Linked DNA regions of Mus musculus: regions 1, 2 and 3 are each linked to region 4. Evidence: chromatin contacts called from public HiChIP or PLAC-seq and promoter capture Hi-C data. All regions are on one chromosome and are shown on one strand. Each heading gives the region's core, a stretch centred on a gene start, on an enhancer-like site or on the middle of the called end of the contact. The rest is flanking DNA. Distances are from core to core; before and after follow the strand shown.

Region 1 (3,325 bases), core at 71-2,570, 350 kb before region 4:
CAGCACTCGGGAGCCAGAGGCAGGCAGATTTCTGAGTTCGAGGCCAGCCTGGTCTACAAAGTGAGTTCCAGGACAGCCAGGGCTATACAGAGAAACCCTGTCTCAAAAAACAAAAAACAAACAACAACAACAACAACAACAACAACAAGTAGATTAAAAATAAAATTTAAAAAGCTGTCTGTACTTGAGACAGGAGAATTACCTGGATCTTGTAGCCTGGAGTACTTCATGTGGCCCGAGTATTCACATCAGAAGGGGGTGGGGGTGGGGTCAAGCCTCAGCAATGGAGTTGAAGAGAACTGACTCCCAAAGTTGTCCTCTGGCCTTCACTCACGCCTGTGTATTCCACTCTCCTCCTTCCATTCCTCTCTCCCCTCAGCCCCCCACTAATAGTTAATAATAGCAATAATAGTGATAGTTAATGATAAATGCAAGAGAACATTTGAAATGGAAAGAACTTTTTAAATTTAGCAGTTGTGGCCTCTGGGGTTGGAGAGATGGATGGTCCCATGGTTAAGAGCACTTACTGATCTTCTAGAGGGACAGAGTTTGGTTCCTAGCACCCATCAGGTGGCGTGCAGCATCTGTATGTCCAGCTCCAGGGACTCTGATGACTCTGGCCTCTGTGGCACCTGAACTTGTACAAGCATGCAGGCACAGACACACCCATACATACTTTTTAAACAAATTTCTTTAAAAATAAATTTAGCAGTTTTGGCCTCCCATGGCCTGAGCTACATGGGAGTTTGTATCACACAAAATGAATACCTCTGTACCCACCCAGACAGACAGACACACAGACAGGTGTTGTGCTTAGTTCCCTTCCACTTCAGGCAGTCCCTTTGCTTCAGGAACACAGAGCAGTCACCCTCTCTGCTTGGGAATGTGCAGTCCCAGCTCTTTGAGTGCCCCGATTTTGATGCAGACGTGTGTTGGTGACATCACTCTAGTGTAAGGTTGAGACGGTTCAGTCTCTGAGACTGTGTCACTTCGGGGAGTTGTGTGAAGGAGAGTTATTTCTGGAATTTTCAAATTTCGAGGACTCCAAGTTGCAGACGGCTGTTTATATTTGTGGTACTGAGTGTTCTTGTGGGTCATTCGTTTGCGGGGCATAGAGGCTAAAACTGACTTTTGGCAGGACCCATAAGGCCAGCCCACACCTCATCTGCGAGAGTCGCTCATGCCAGAGCCACCTGGACTTAGCCACCCCACCCGGGTTTCTCTGGACCGTTGGGCAGCGTGAAGTTGGGGCAGTGCTGGTGTAGCGTTTGGTTCACGCTGTTCCTGGCTATGGTCGGTCGGCGCGGTGTATAGACTTGCTGTGCTTGGGGCCGTGGAGCAAGACCGCCCTCTGTTGGCAGGGCCGGGTTTCTCCAGCAGAGCCCACCATCGTGGGGAAAAAAGAGAGCCAGATCAGGAATCCGCTTCTCTAGGGTCCTGGCTCCTTGAGGGGAGATGGTTCTGGAGGCTGCAGTGTTCATCTCTATCTCTAGCAGCTGACAGAGACTCGAGAGCCTCTGAGCTGTTTTGGGGGCACCTGCCTCACACTTTTGAAGATTTTGCGTGCTAGACTTCTGCACATCTTAAAGCTATAAATAAGCTGCAGTTAAATAGAACAAGTTCTGACCTTGGTAAAGACGCTTTTATAATGACAAGGTTAGTGTCGCGCAATGGCGGTGCATGCCCAACACTTGGGAAGCAGAGGCAGGCAGCAGATTTCTGAGTTCAGCCTGGTCTACAGAGTGAGTTCCAGGACAGCCAGGGCAACACAGAGAAACCCTGTCTTGAAAAAGAAAAGAAAAGAAAAGAAAAGAAAAGAAAAGAAAAGAAAAGAAAAGAAAAGAAAAGAAAAGGGAAGGGAAGGGAAGGGAAGGGAAGGGAAGGGAAGGGAAGGGAAGGGAAGGGAAGAGAAGAGAAGAGAAGAAAAGAGAAGAAAAGAAAAGATGAAATTAGCAAGCTGATAGCATCAAGTTGCCATCATATCGAAACTGATATTATTATTAGTTATATTATTACATATTATTAGTACATATTCTGGGGGTTCTTTAATGGACCAGGAATGACGGATAAGCAATAAAGACAAATATCACCAACAAATTCTATACTTTTCAATAAGAACTATTTTTTTTGTCTTTATTTTAGCAAACATCTGGTTAAAAAAATGTTCACTTAATTTGTGCTGTGTTGGTATTAGTCATCTAGGAGACAGCAGGACAGGGCTCAGAGGTAACAAGGCTTGACACAAAAGCTTGAGCCTGAGCCAGGATGAGGAAAGAGACAACCGGCTCCAGCAAGGCGTGCTCTGATGCCCAACACGAAAACACACAAGATGGAAAAATAAATGTAATTAAGAAAGGAACGGGAGCTGGCACGGTGGTGTAATGTCTTTAACGCCAACCCTTAGGGGCAGAGGCAGGGGGATGAAGTAAGCCCTCCCCGTGGGTGCTCAGCCTTTAGAATCATGAGCCGTCAGGTTTTCTAGTTTGTAAACTAAGTTTATAAACTTTTGTTTAGAATTTTTTTCTCTTTTTCTCTTTTTTTTTTTTTTTTTTTTTTTTTTTTTGGTTTTTCGAGACAGGGTTTCTCTGTGTAACCCTGGCTGTCCTGGAACTCAGAAATCCACCTGCCTCTGCCTCCCGAGTGCTGGGATTAAAGGCGTGCGCCACCATGCCTGGCATATAATTTTTATTATTTATTTATATTTTATTTATTATCTCTAGTTTATAGACGAAATGTCTAAGGCATTCTGTTACCAGCCTCTATGCTCAAAGACCTCACTTTATCTCTTAAAAAAAAAAAAAAAGGCAAAACACTGATTACAATAAGAAAAGTGGAGCAAAATGTCTGCCTGGAGCCAATGTTTTGAAATTGTATTTCATGGGCTTTTTCAGTCTTATCATATTTAAGGCTGGAACTCTTCCCGGCTCTAGAGTACAGTGTCTCCTTTTGACCTGGCAGCCACCGGGAAGAAGCAGAACCAAGCTTCTGCATCATCATCATCCAGACCCACACGTGCACAGACCTAAGTTCTAAGCAGTGACCACACAGTGAAGAGATCTTCCAGCCATTGTGAGCAGCTGTGGAGCACGCTCTACTAACTCAGCGATACTCACACACGTCACGCAGCTGTGGCAACCTCAGAAGAGAGGCGGGAAAATGACCTCAGAAAGTGATATGTTGTGCTATTTAAAAGGATGTGACAAACTAATCTTTCTGTGACCTAAGCCTTCGTCTTGCTTGGGCTCACAGGGACAATGGCAGAGCGTGGCTATGCCACGGGGGAGGACAGAAGGAGCTTCAGTCACATACTGGAGATGAAAGTGCC
Region 2 (3,419 bases), core at 738-3,237, 480 kb before region 4:
GATTAGGTCACTGGTTGGGGGATCCCATGGGAGGGTCCAGGAAACCCTGCCTGGCCTGGGCATTGTTCTAGGGGCTTATGTGGGGAGGTCAAGGAAGGTATCTGAGCCACCCCTTCTCGGCTTCCTGCCCAGAGAGGAAGCATCATGAAGGACCCAGCACAGGCCCCAGCCCTTCCTCTGACTCAGCTTCAGAAAGTGTGTATCTGTCTGTCTGTCCCTTTCCAAATCTCTCCCTTACTGAAAAAAAGAACAGTGTGAGTGGAAAGGAGGAGGCTTAGTGTCAGAACTCTCCCAGTGTACGTGATGGACAGACAGGCTGAGGCCGAGGCAGACACGTATGTGCAGAGGGGATGGAGCTGAGTGTAGCCGGGGGCTTGAAGGAAAGGAGCAGGACCCGGATGGACCTGTTACCCTCAAGATGATTAATACTGTGGAGTGCGAGGAAAGAGAAAATCTTATTAGCAGGCTGTCCCTCACCTGAAGCACGTCTGCTAGGCTCATTGGGGGGCTGTCCTGAACAACCCGGCTCTCCATGGATCCACTCAGCGTCCTCTCTGGGCTGGCTTGCTGCTCTTCCTCAGTGCCTCCTGCAGGGTCCCAGAACATCCTAAGAGATTGCTGAGGAAATCCCTAGCAAGGCTGGAATCACTAGTGTCCTCAGACCCACCGACCCTCAGCACAGAAGGCTATATCAGTGACTTAAGCGGTCCTGCAGTGTGTGCCAGGATTTAAAGGAGGATATGGGAAGGAGGGGTTTTTTTTTCCCCAACTTACGGATTTCACCCATAAGTCCCCAAAGTTCAGAGTATCCAGCTTGCAGCTCCTCCTTGCCTTCCCTTTGGCCAATCCCAAGATTTTCACGGGGGCCCTCCCTTGTTCCCATCCCTTCCCAATCACACTCCCCACCCAATCAGGAATGCCCTTTCTTAGGTCTAAGAGAAGTCTGTGGCCTAGTGCCCACTTGCCCTTCCTTTTCCCTCACAGTAGAGATGCCTGCCGGGAACACCCATCTTTGGGTGAGCAGTGCAAACACTCTGACCTCCCTAAACAGCCTTGATGCCCAGTCAGGCGCACCCGTTCCCAACAGCCTCCGCTTCCTCCGCCAGCACCCCCCAACAATGGCCCTCTCCTCTCCGGACACTCCACCCCCGCCTACCCTCTCGGCCCCCAGCCCAAGACAGCAGCGGGAAGTGAAAGTTCCAAGGAGGAGTTGGTGTCCCAGTCTCTTTCCTGGCGAAAGCTCCCTCCCCTGGCTCCTCCGGGCCCCTCCCGCTCCGCCAGGCTTCTGGTGGCAACCGCACCCGAGTGAGCGGTGCTGGCCGCCCAGGTCTGGAATGAACGGCTGAAAATAATCCTTTTCACTAAAACCCCACTAGCTAGTCCGGGCACTTCATTGAGTAGAACTGTCAGCTAGGCACTAGAGAGACGAAGACGTCAGTCCTAAGGAGTGACTCTTTCCATGATCTGAGCGCCCCACCCCCACCCCCCGCGCACGCTCTTCAGTGCCTGAGACTCAAAAGTGTCTGCAGGGATAACTCGGGACTTCAGGACAGAGGACGCCATCCTCCCTCCTCCTCTTCCTCCTCCTCCTCCTCCCCATCCTCCTCTTCCTTTCGTTCTCCAAATTACCTGGCCCTAGGCTTTGGTCCGCAGATCACGCAGGCTGCCCTCTGGTTAGGCTCCGGCAGACCCCAACACCCCATTGCCTCCGGGTTTCCTTGTACCTCTTTCCAAATCATCCCCTCGACCCACTGTCCTGGGAACTCACCTATATTTGGCAGCGGCGGGGAGGGCCGAGGGCTGCCCGCGCCCAGGAGTCCCAGAGCCCAGAGCAGCGCCAGCCGCATGGCCGCGGAGCTCCGGGCTGGACTGGGGCAGCAGGTGCGGGGCTACGCGTGGAGGAGCAGCCACGGCCCCGCCGGACACCAGCTCGGTGCAGCGCAGCAACTAGGCCCCGCCCCGCCCCGTCTGAGGCTCCGCCCCGCCCCGTCTGAGGCTCCGCCCCTGCCGCTCAGCGCAGCCTCTTTCCGGCAGCTACCGGGATGGGTTTGGACACCACAAGACTCGCGCCTTCCCTCCATCCTGCCTCCCGTCTGTAGCCCGGCTTCGTGGAGATTGTGCGGGCCAGTTCTTCCGGCTCACCCAATCCCGGATGCCTGCGAAGCACCAGCCGCAGGAGCGTGCATCACACTTTATTAAGCAAGAAGGCGGGCAGCATCCCTTCAATCGCCATACACAGCGTCGTCGTTGCTGTCGCTGTGGGCGGATGACGAGAGCTCTTCGCGGGGCGTGCACACCGGGCAGAGCCGTTGCATGTCGTCCCAGCACGACCGGCAGTACAGGGCCTTGCAGTCTGGTGTGGGGCACACGTAGGAATCCGGCGTCTCCATTGCCTGGCACACCACACAGCGCTGACGCATGAAGCGGTGCAGGAGAGGGCACCGGCGATACAGAGCCTCCACCAGGTAGTGGGGCTGTTGGAAGATGAGGTGGATTGGTTAATGCCAAGTGGGCTGAGCAGAAAGGGTTGTCAGGGGCACTGGGCAGCTCTTAATGTATGAAGTCCCAAGGCCTGACAATGCTATATTGGAGGAAGCTGGGGTAGACAAGAAGAGCCCTCGAGGGCGATATTGAGATAAATCGAAAGAGTCTTCTTCTCCATGATGGGCTGCGGAGCCTGGCGTGCCCAAACTTACTCCCAAGGATGACCCACAACAATTCTGTACACCTGTGGAGCGGCTTAATTTGGTACTTAGGCTTAGAAGGGAGGAGGGCACAATTTACACCTTACTGGGCTGGAGAGATGGTTCCGTGGTTAAGAACCCTGACTGCTCTTCCAGAGGACCCAGGTTTGAATCCCAGCACCCACATAGCTAACAACTGCCTGTCACTTGAGTTCCAGGGAACTGGATGATCTTCTGGCCTCCCTGGACACCAGCCACCCATGAGGACACAGACATATGCATAGGCAAAACACCCATACACATTAAATAAGTGCAAATTTTAATTAAGTCTTTTTTAAAAAATCTCTCCGGGTGGTGGTGGTGCACACCTTTAATCCCAGTACTTGGGAGGCAGAGGCAGGTGGATTTCTGAGTTTGAGGCCAGCCTGGTCTACAGAGTGAGTTCCAGGACAGCCAGGGCTACACAGAGAAACCCTGTCTCGAAAAACAAACAAACAAACAAAAAACTCAACCCCCCCCCAAAAAAAATCTCAGAAAGATGGTGTAACTTTCCTAAGTCAGATCTGAGTCAAACCTGGCAGGAACCAAGTCCCAAGCTTTGTGGCCATTCCACAGTCTCACTTTCCGAATACCCTCTTCATACAGTTGCCAGGAATTCTTAAGAGCAGAGCTGGGCTTGCCCTTCGAGCGCTCAGAGGTCTGTTTCTTCCCAGCCTTGCTCTGCCTCCTTGGCTC
Region 3 (3,524 bases), core at 385-2,884, 310 kb before region 4:
TCTTGTGCAAGATTGATTGTCATTATCAGGTAGCTGAGGGTGTGGTTTATGGTGCAAGCAGTTTACTCTCAGTCTTCATAGCAGCTTGCAGAGGCGAGGACTGGTATGCAGAGGGCACTCAGCTCATTGGTGGGAACTCTACCATGCTCCCTGGCATGGCGATTTGATGCTTGCTATTCAGGGGGAAAGCTCTGGAAGCATGATGGGTGTGTGTGAGCAAGTGTGTGCTCATACCTGTACACGGGTGTGACCACACACATGCATCTGGATATGTGTACTTCCACACTTATCTAGGGGAGACACTAGACAGAGGCCTGAGGATGGTGGGGAGCTGGGAAGTGGATAGGAAGATGCTCCCTCTTAGAGCCCAGGTGTGCCTAGAGGAATTCATAGCACTCCCCCCCCCAATTGCTAAGGCTGTCCCAATTAAAAATGGAAATAAATTCATCTCTGGTCTTGTCCCCTTGGAGAGTCTTCTGCACACAGTGGGAGTCTAATAAATACTTTATGAGGAGGAGTCTGAACCAGGGAAGCCAGCAGCTGTTTCCAGCTCTGACTCTCAGAGACCCATGGGGCAGATCAGACATGGAGCCACTGGGATTTCCAGTCGTCCTCATCGACCCTGAGGTGACTCCAGACCCAGCTGTTCTGGAAGAGGCTGGATCCAGGTTACTAAAACATCCTGCTTTGGGGAAGTTGGCTCTTCCTTGACAGATTCTCTTTGGCCCTTTCCCATCCATCATGTGGATACTATTTATTGAACAGCCACTGTGTGTTGATCATCATGGGGGGGGGGGAGCATCTAGGCAGCGGAAGAAGAGTGGTGGACTCAGGCTGATCTCTGCTCAAATCCTAGTGCCTTTAATTACAAGCTGGGTGACAAGAGCCATATTTCTTATCTGCGTGTGAGTGGGCTTCTTTTCTTTCCTTTTTCCTTCTTTTATTTCTTTTTTTAGGATGATGACGTCACTTCATAGGGTTGATGTGAGGATTGGAAATAACAGAGGCTCCTGTACACAGCGCAGGTGCTCTGACAGTGGTAGGTAGGTGAGCTTCTCCCTGTCAGGAGTGGGTCCCTTCTGCTTCTGTCAGTTTATGCTCAATGCCTCCCGGTGTTAATTTTCTTTGTAAAATATGAGCACAGTCCCTATCCCCTTGGGCTTTTGGAAGATGTACCTGGAATCCAATGTGTAAAACAACCTGTACAGATACTGGCTATTAATCAACGTTTGTCCTCCGGTCCCGGTTTCCCCAGCATGGTGACAGCTTCCCCTTTAGGGTGCTCTCGATCCCTTCCTTTCATCGCCCCAGCGCCAACATTCAGCCGGGATTGCTGTGGGCATCAGTATCCTGACCGTACCTTTCAGAGGAAAGAAGGCAGGTGCTCAGCTTGCGGGTGGAGTGTGGAGGGGTTGGAGTGGTAGTGGTCTTGGAGCAAAAACTACAGTTCCCAGCCCTCGTTGCGCTGCCACCCGGCGAGGAGCGAAGGATGGCAGGCCCCTTCTTGGAGGCGGAGCCTGAGAGGGAGGCGGAGTTTGGAGGGGTTGGAGAGTTAAGCCAAGCCAATGAAACCGCTGGCTAATAAGTGGGCTTGGCTTGCCATATAACAGTGTCAGGAGGAGGAGAGCGAAGCTATTGAGCCAGCGAGGAGTGAAGCTGAGTCTGCTTCATACACTCCTAGAGGACCGCCTTCAGAATAGAGTTCTTTTCGCCCCTTCCTCCTTCCCCCGGCTCCTCTCCTGGCTTTTCTACCCGCCCAATACAATGCATACTCGAGTGGCAGCCCCAGAGAACTGAAGCAAACCAAAGAGAGAGGACTGGAGCCAAGACACTTCTGGTGGGGAATCTTGGATGCCTGGCTTTCTTTGAGGTCATCTTTGGAACGAGGGTGGCTTTGGGGTGGAGGGTCGTGCTGCAGGGAACTCAGCCAGGCCCCAAGATGGACACTTCTGGGCACTTCCATGACTCGGGGGTGGGGGACCTGGATGAAGACCCCAAGTGTCCCTGTCCATCTTCTGGGGACGAGCAACAGCAGCAGCAGCAACCGCCACCACCGCCAGCGCCACCAGCAGTCCCCCAGCAGCCTCCGGGACCCTTGCTGCAGCCTCAGCCTCCGCAGCCTCAGCAGCAACAGTCGCAGCAGCAGCAGCAGCAGCAGTCGCAGCAGCAGCAGCAGCAGGCTCCACTGCACCCCCTGCCTCAGCTTGCCCAACTCCAGAGCCAGCTTGTCCATCCTGGTCTGTTGCACTCTTCTCCCACGGCGTTCAGGGCCCCCACTTCAGCCAACTCTACCGCCATCCTCCACCCTTCCTCCAGGCAAGGCAGCCAGCTAAATCTCAATGACCACTTGCTTGGCCACTCTCCAAGTTCCACAGCCACAAGTGGGCCCGGTGGAGGCAGCCGGCACCGGCAGGCCAGCCCCCTGGTGCACCGGCGGGACAGCAATCCCTTCACGGAGATAGCTATGAGCTCCTGCAAATACAGCGGTGGGGTCATGAAGCCCCTCAGCCGCCTCAGCGCCTCTCGGAGAAACCTTATCGAGGCTGAGCCTGAGGGCCAACCCCTCCAGCTCTTCAGTCCCAGCAACCCCCCAGAGATTATCATCTCCTCCAGGGAGGATAACCATGCCCACCAGACTCTGCTCCATCACCCCAACGCTACCCACAACCACCAGCATGCCGGCACCACGGCCGGCAGCACCACCTTCCCCAAAGCCAACAAGCGGAAAAACCAAAACATTGGCTATAAGCTGGGACACAGGAGGGCCCTGTTTGAAAAGAGAAAGCGACTGAGTGACTATGCTCTGATTTTTGGGATGTTTGGAATTGTTGTTATGGTGATAGAGACCGAACTGTCTTGGGGTTTGTACTCAAAGGTAGGGACTGTGGTTTCTCTTTATACATTCAACAAAAGGAGTATGTAGACGAGAGAGAGAGAGAGAGAGAGAGAGAGAGAGAGAGAGAGAGAGAGATTGATTTTGAGAGATTTCCTAACTTCCCATGTTTTTCTTCCATGGTCCTGTGAGAATTCCTTTCTTGCTTCCCTTTGTGGGGACATCCCCACACACTGTGTCTAATGTGCAGACTCTGTGTTTGGGAGGATTAAAGAATCCCTTCTGAGAAATCGCTCTTTTCCTCCGGGCTCACGCGTACTAAAGCATAACCCAGCAGCTTAACGCACCAATTAATTACACTCTGCCTTGATGTGTTTGCCAGTTCCTGCTACTTCCCTCCTCGCCTCCCCTCCCTGCTCCACTCCATTCCCCCCCCCCCATAAAAAAGAAATAAATGTCTGGGTGGGGGTGGGGATCCTGTACCGTTCCCCAGCTCCCCCCCCCCTTCCCAAGTTTCTATTTCCCTTCTCTTCCCAGAGAGACTCCAGGGTAAAATGGAGATGTTCCCGAGTCTCTCCCAAGGGCACCGGGTTAAAAATATAGGTGGAGGAAATCAGCAGTCTCTTCCCTCAGGAAAGAGGACTCAGAATAAACCTGCCGCTGCCTTGTAAACATGCCCTGATAAAAATGG
Region 4 (3,154 bases), core at 581-3,080:
GACAGCCACTAGAGAAACACAGGTATAATACACCGCCCATGGAGAGGGCATGAGAAGGGGCTGCTGATAAATACAAGTTTCTTTCTGGAAAGGTGATTTTTTTTTTTTAGGGTATGTGTATGAGTATTCAAGTGTGGTGGTAGACATGTTTGCAAGTGTATGCAGGCCAGAAGTCAGCCTTGAATGTCCTTCCTCATCAATGTGCACTTTGTTTTTCTGCTTCACCAGCACTGGGATTGAAAGAAAGGGTATGACTCCCACCGCTCTTCTTTGCGGGTGCAGAGGTTCATAGTCAGGCTCTCATGCTTACCTGCCAAGTATGTTATCAACTGAGCTATCTCCTCACCTCTTGGGTGGATGCCTTAAAATCAGACTACTAGTGAGACTTCAATGTATTAAAAATTCCATATTAAACAGCTGAATTTCATGGCATCTAAATTATACCTCAATTTAAGCTAAGATGCATTTCCAGCATCTGAACGGTCAAGGTGAGCTTACATTTCTTCCACCAAGTACCATCCACAAGCTGATGGTGGCTGGTGCTATCCGACCCCCGCAGCTTGTAGCTTGGGTTTTCAAACCTGCTGCATGAGACTCTGGACCACATTTAGGGCTGTTGTTGTATAATGGTATTGTTTTATCTTTTACTTTGAGGTTAGAAGACAATTTTATTAGAGTTTGAGAGAAAAATGGCAGAGCAGGAAAACTGTAAACTCTTGGTAGCTAAAAGAAGGATGGATAGGAGGAATGGAGATCAGTAATTGAAGTCTACCAAAAGCTGCATGGGGCTGAAGATGTAATTCGGTTGGTAGAGTGCTTGTCTAACATGCTCCAAGCCCGGGCTGTCATCCACAGCACCACATGAAATTCACAGTGGTGACACCCTTTGCCATCACGCAATAGTCTGAGGTCGTCTTCTAATACACCGAGGCAAGTTAGGATTCCATAGGCTGCTATTGGAGGAGTAGAAGGGAGGAGAGAAGTGGGTAGGAGAGGAGACAGAGAGGGGAAGGAGAAGGTGGGGGTGGACAGCAGCACCATAAGAGAACCAGGTCAAGCCGGCTTAGGGCTTTTGGCCTTTATCCAGAGAGAGAAAAGATACATTTTCTGTCTCAAAAGTCCGCAGGTCTACCAGTGAAGACCTGTAAACAACTGCCGGGTTTTGTGTCTGAAAGGAGAAGATTTCATTTCATGTTCATATGTAATCGTTTTTCATATTTAATCTTTTTAACAACAATAACAAAAACCTTTGAAATTGCTTTGAAGAAAGAGCGACAAGGAGAGAATCAAGTAGTGTGAGAATCAAGTAGCTGAGGCGTCTTCGCAGGAGGGCGCGGGTCGGGGACCTCCAAGCTCTTCTCCCAACAGTGCCTGGGGTTGGTGGGACCCCTCTCTGGTCCTGCAGCCAGAGCGATACCTGCGCGGCCCTCAGAGCCGCCCGGTCGAACTTCGAGCCTTCGCCCGCCGCGTCCAGCTTGGGGTTCCACGCGCCCCCGACGAACGTGCGGAACCGGAGAGCGAGGGAAGCCGCGCGGGCGCTCCCGATCCTTGTTCTCGAGCGCGACTCCTGGCCACGATCCCCGCACACGTCCCGTCTGCAGAGATGGGGGCAGTGTTGGACTCGGTGCGCACGCGGGGGCCCCGGCGCCGGCGAGGGAGGGGCGCGTCCGTCCTCCGTCCTGTGCGTCCACCGCGGGGCGGGCGCCGGGGCACTGCGGCCGCCATCGTCCCAGTTAGGGTGGGCAGGGCTGCCGGGGGCTTCCGTGGGCTCGGCCTCGCCCACCTCGGGAGGAAAGGCAGGGGAAGCCCCGGCGCCCGGCAGCCCCAAGCGGTGGAGCGCAGAGAACACGGCGGTCCGATCACTGCGCCCGTCTAGCTTCGGGCCGAGCGGGTGCCACCCTGCCAGGCGCGCGCGTCTAGCGGCCCGGAGCCTCGCGGCGGCCTCCAGCGTCCAGCCCCGGGGAATGCGGCGGCCCCCGGCCCCTGGCGCCCCACGGTGTCTCAGCTGGGCCTCCTCACTCTTCTGCTCCGCGGCCTCGACGCTCCCGGGCCCCCTGATGGCGGCGAAATGGTTCAAGGAGTTCCCGCTTACTCTGAAGACCGCGTCGGAGCGCGCCCGGCCCGGGGGCGCCGGCGGCAAGCCGCGCAAGAACTCGGAGACTGGCGGCGCGGCGCCCACCCCGGGCAAGGGCCGGAAGAACTCAGCGGCCGAGCTGGGGGCCAGCAAGGCGAGCAGCGGACCCCCAAAGGACAGTCGGCTGTCCCGGGACAGCCTGCAGGGTCTGATCCAGGCCGCTGCTGGCAAAGGCCGTAAGAACTCCCGGGTCACCGCCACCGCCACCGAGGAGGAGCCCCACCGTGGCGCGGTGACCAAGAGCGCGGGCTGCAGCACCTACATCAGTAGGCTCATCAAGGTGGACACGCAGGAGAAGAATGGGAAGAGCGCCTACCCGGGCGGTGGCAGCACCAGCAGCTCCAGCAGCTCCTCTTCCTCTGCGTCCTCTTCCCCGTCCTCCCTGGGCCCTGAGCTGGACAAGGCCAAGATAATGAGACAGCAAGACACGGTAAGAACACAGCATCTCTATCCTCCTCTCAGTTGTGGAATTGGAAGGGCTTGGGGGGGGGGGGCGGGGAAGGACGCATGGGAACCTGATGAACCCCAATATTCATTAGGCATAAGTGAAGTTGAAGATGTTTTCTAAGGCCTTCCTCTGTATTCATTCTGACTCCCAAGTGACTCTTCAAAACTCACTGGAGACCTTGACAGCAAGGTTTGTTGTGGTTGGTTTTTGTTAGTTGTTTCAAAGAGCAGTCGAAGGGAAGGGAAAGGAACTGGCCTTCCAATGGGTGTGGTGTACTGTGGTTCTTGTTTTCATGTTTGACATCGAGGGGTCTATCAAGCTAGACTTCTGTAAGGCTTACGCCGCCTGAGTATGCAAAACATCGGTAGCCCGTGAACTGTGAAGCGCAGGTTGCCCATCTTCCAGCCACTCAGTTTCAGCTGCTGTGCAAGCGGCAAAGGCTTCCATTCATTCTGTGGCTGTACTGTACATTCATTCTGTTTATTGTACTGTAGCCATATAAGTACTCGCCATGGACACTAAGGGATGTGGTGGGGGGGGGGGCACAGTCCATAGCAAGGAAATGTCTTTAA

What was found. Promoter capture Hi-C pulls out the DNA fragments that hold promoters and counts their contacts. HiChIP or PLAC-seq counts read pairs in DNA pulled down with a chosen protein or histone mark.
Region 1: a promoter capture Hi-C map of trophoblast stem cells shows a contact between it and region 4, with 4 times the contacts expected there. The contact joins the enhancer-like site here to the promoter of She in region 4. A contact is called at or near these places in 18 of 39 promoter capture datasets (the 3T3-L1 cell line, the C10 cell line, the HPC-7 cell line and 12 more), 2 of 115 datasets of contacts at active chromatin or transcription factors (craniofacial prominence and stem cell-derived neural progenitor cells) and 1 of 9 other capture datasets (liver).
Region 2: a contact with region 4 is called in a promoter capture Hi-C map of hippocampal neurons, with 5 times the contacts expected there. The contact joins the promoter of Adam15 here to the promoter of She in region 4. A contact is called at or near these places in 6 of 39 promoter capture datasets (cranial neural crest, frontonasal cranial neural crest, hippocampal neurons and 3 more), 1 of 484 Hi-C or Micro-C datasets (myocytes), 8 of 115 datasets of contacts at active chromatin or transcription factors (craniofacial prominence, embryonic basal ganglia, embryonic forebrain and 5 more) and 1 of 9 other capture datasets (liver).
Region 3: a contact with region 4 is called in an H3K4me3 HiChIP or PLAC-seq map of embryonic stem cells, with 6 times the contacts expected there. The contact joins the promoter of Kcnn3 here to the promoter of She in region 4. A contact is called at or near these places in 17 of 39 promoter capture datasets (the 3T3-L1 cell line, the C10 cell line, the HPC-7 cell line and 12 more), 12 of 484 Hi-C or Micro-C datasets (the CH12 cell line, the P5424 cell line, cerebellar granule neurons and 5 more), 6 of 115 datasets of contacts at active chromatin or transcription factors (astrocytes, embryonic midbrain, embryonic stem cells and 1 more) and 1 of 9 other capture datasets (adipose tissue).

The regions. Positions count from the first base shown.
Region 1 is chr3:89,484,016-89,487,340 of GRCm38.p6, forward strand. No RefSeq gene overlaps it. Among named protein-coding and RNA genes, the nearest start is that of Pmvk, 27 kb to the left of the region's middle. Within about 2 kb of position 1,321, at least 29 of the 459 cell types and tissues checked have an H3K27ac peak or open chromatin away from gene starts, as enhancers often do. A contact at or near this core is called in trophoblast stem cells, where this site is marked.
Region 2 is chr3:89,348,041-89,351,459 of GRCm38.p6, forward strand. Adam15 (a disintegrin and metallopeptidase domain 15 (metargidin)) reads right to left here and starts at 1,988. Exons shown (of 23, transcript NM_001037722.3): 1 at 1,769-1,988; 2 at 478-587. The coding sequence starts at 1,847. Dcst1 (DC-STAMP domain containing 1) reads right to left here. Exons shown (of 16, transcript NM_029974.2): 16 at 2,179-2,474. The coding sequence ends at 2,223. It also overlaps a transcript of Dcst2 not described here.
Region 3 is chr3:89,518,530-89,522,053 of GRCm38.p6, forward strand. It overlaps Kcnn3 (potassium intermediate/small conductance calcium-activated channel, subfamily N, member 3), which reads left to right and starts at 1,635. Exons shown (of 8, transcript NM_080466.2): 1 at 1,635-2,875. The coding sequence starts at 1,940.
Region 4 is chr3:89,829,540-89,832,693 of GRCm38.p6, forward strand. It overlaps She (src homology 2 domain-containing transforming protein E), which reads left to right and starts at 1,831. Exons shown (of 6, transcript NM_172530.3): 1 at 1,831-2,564. The coding sequence starts at 1,965.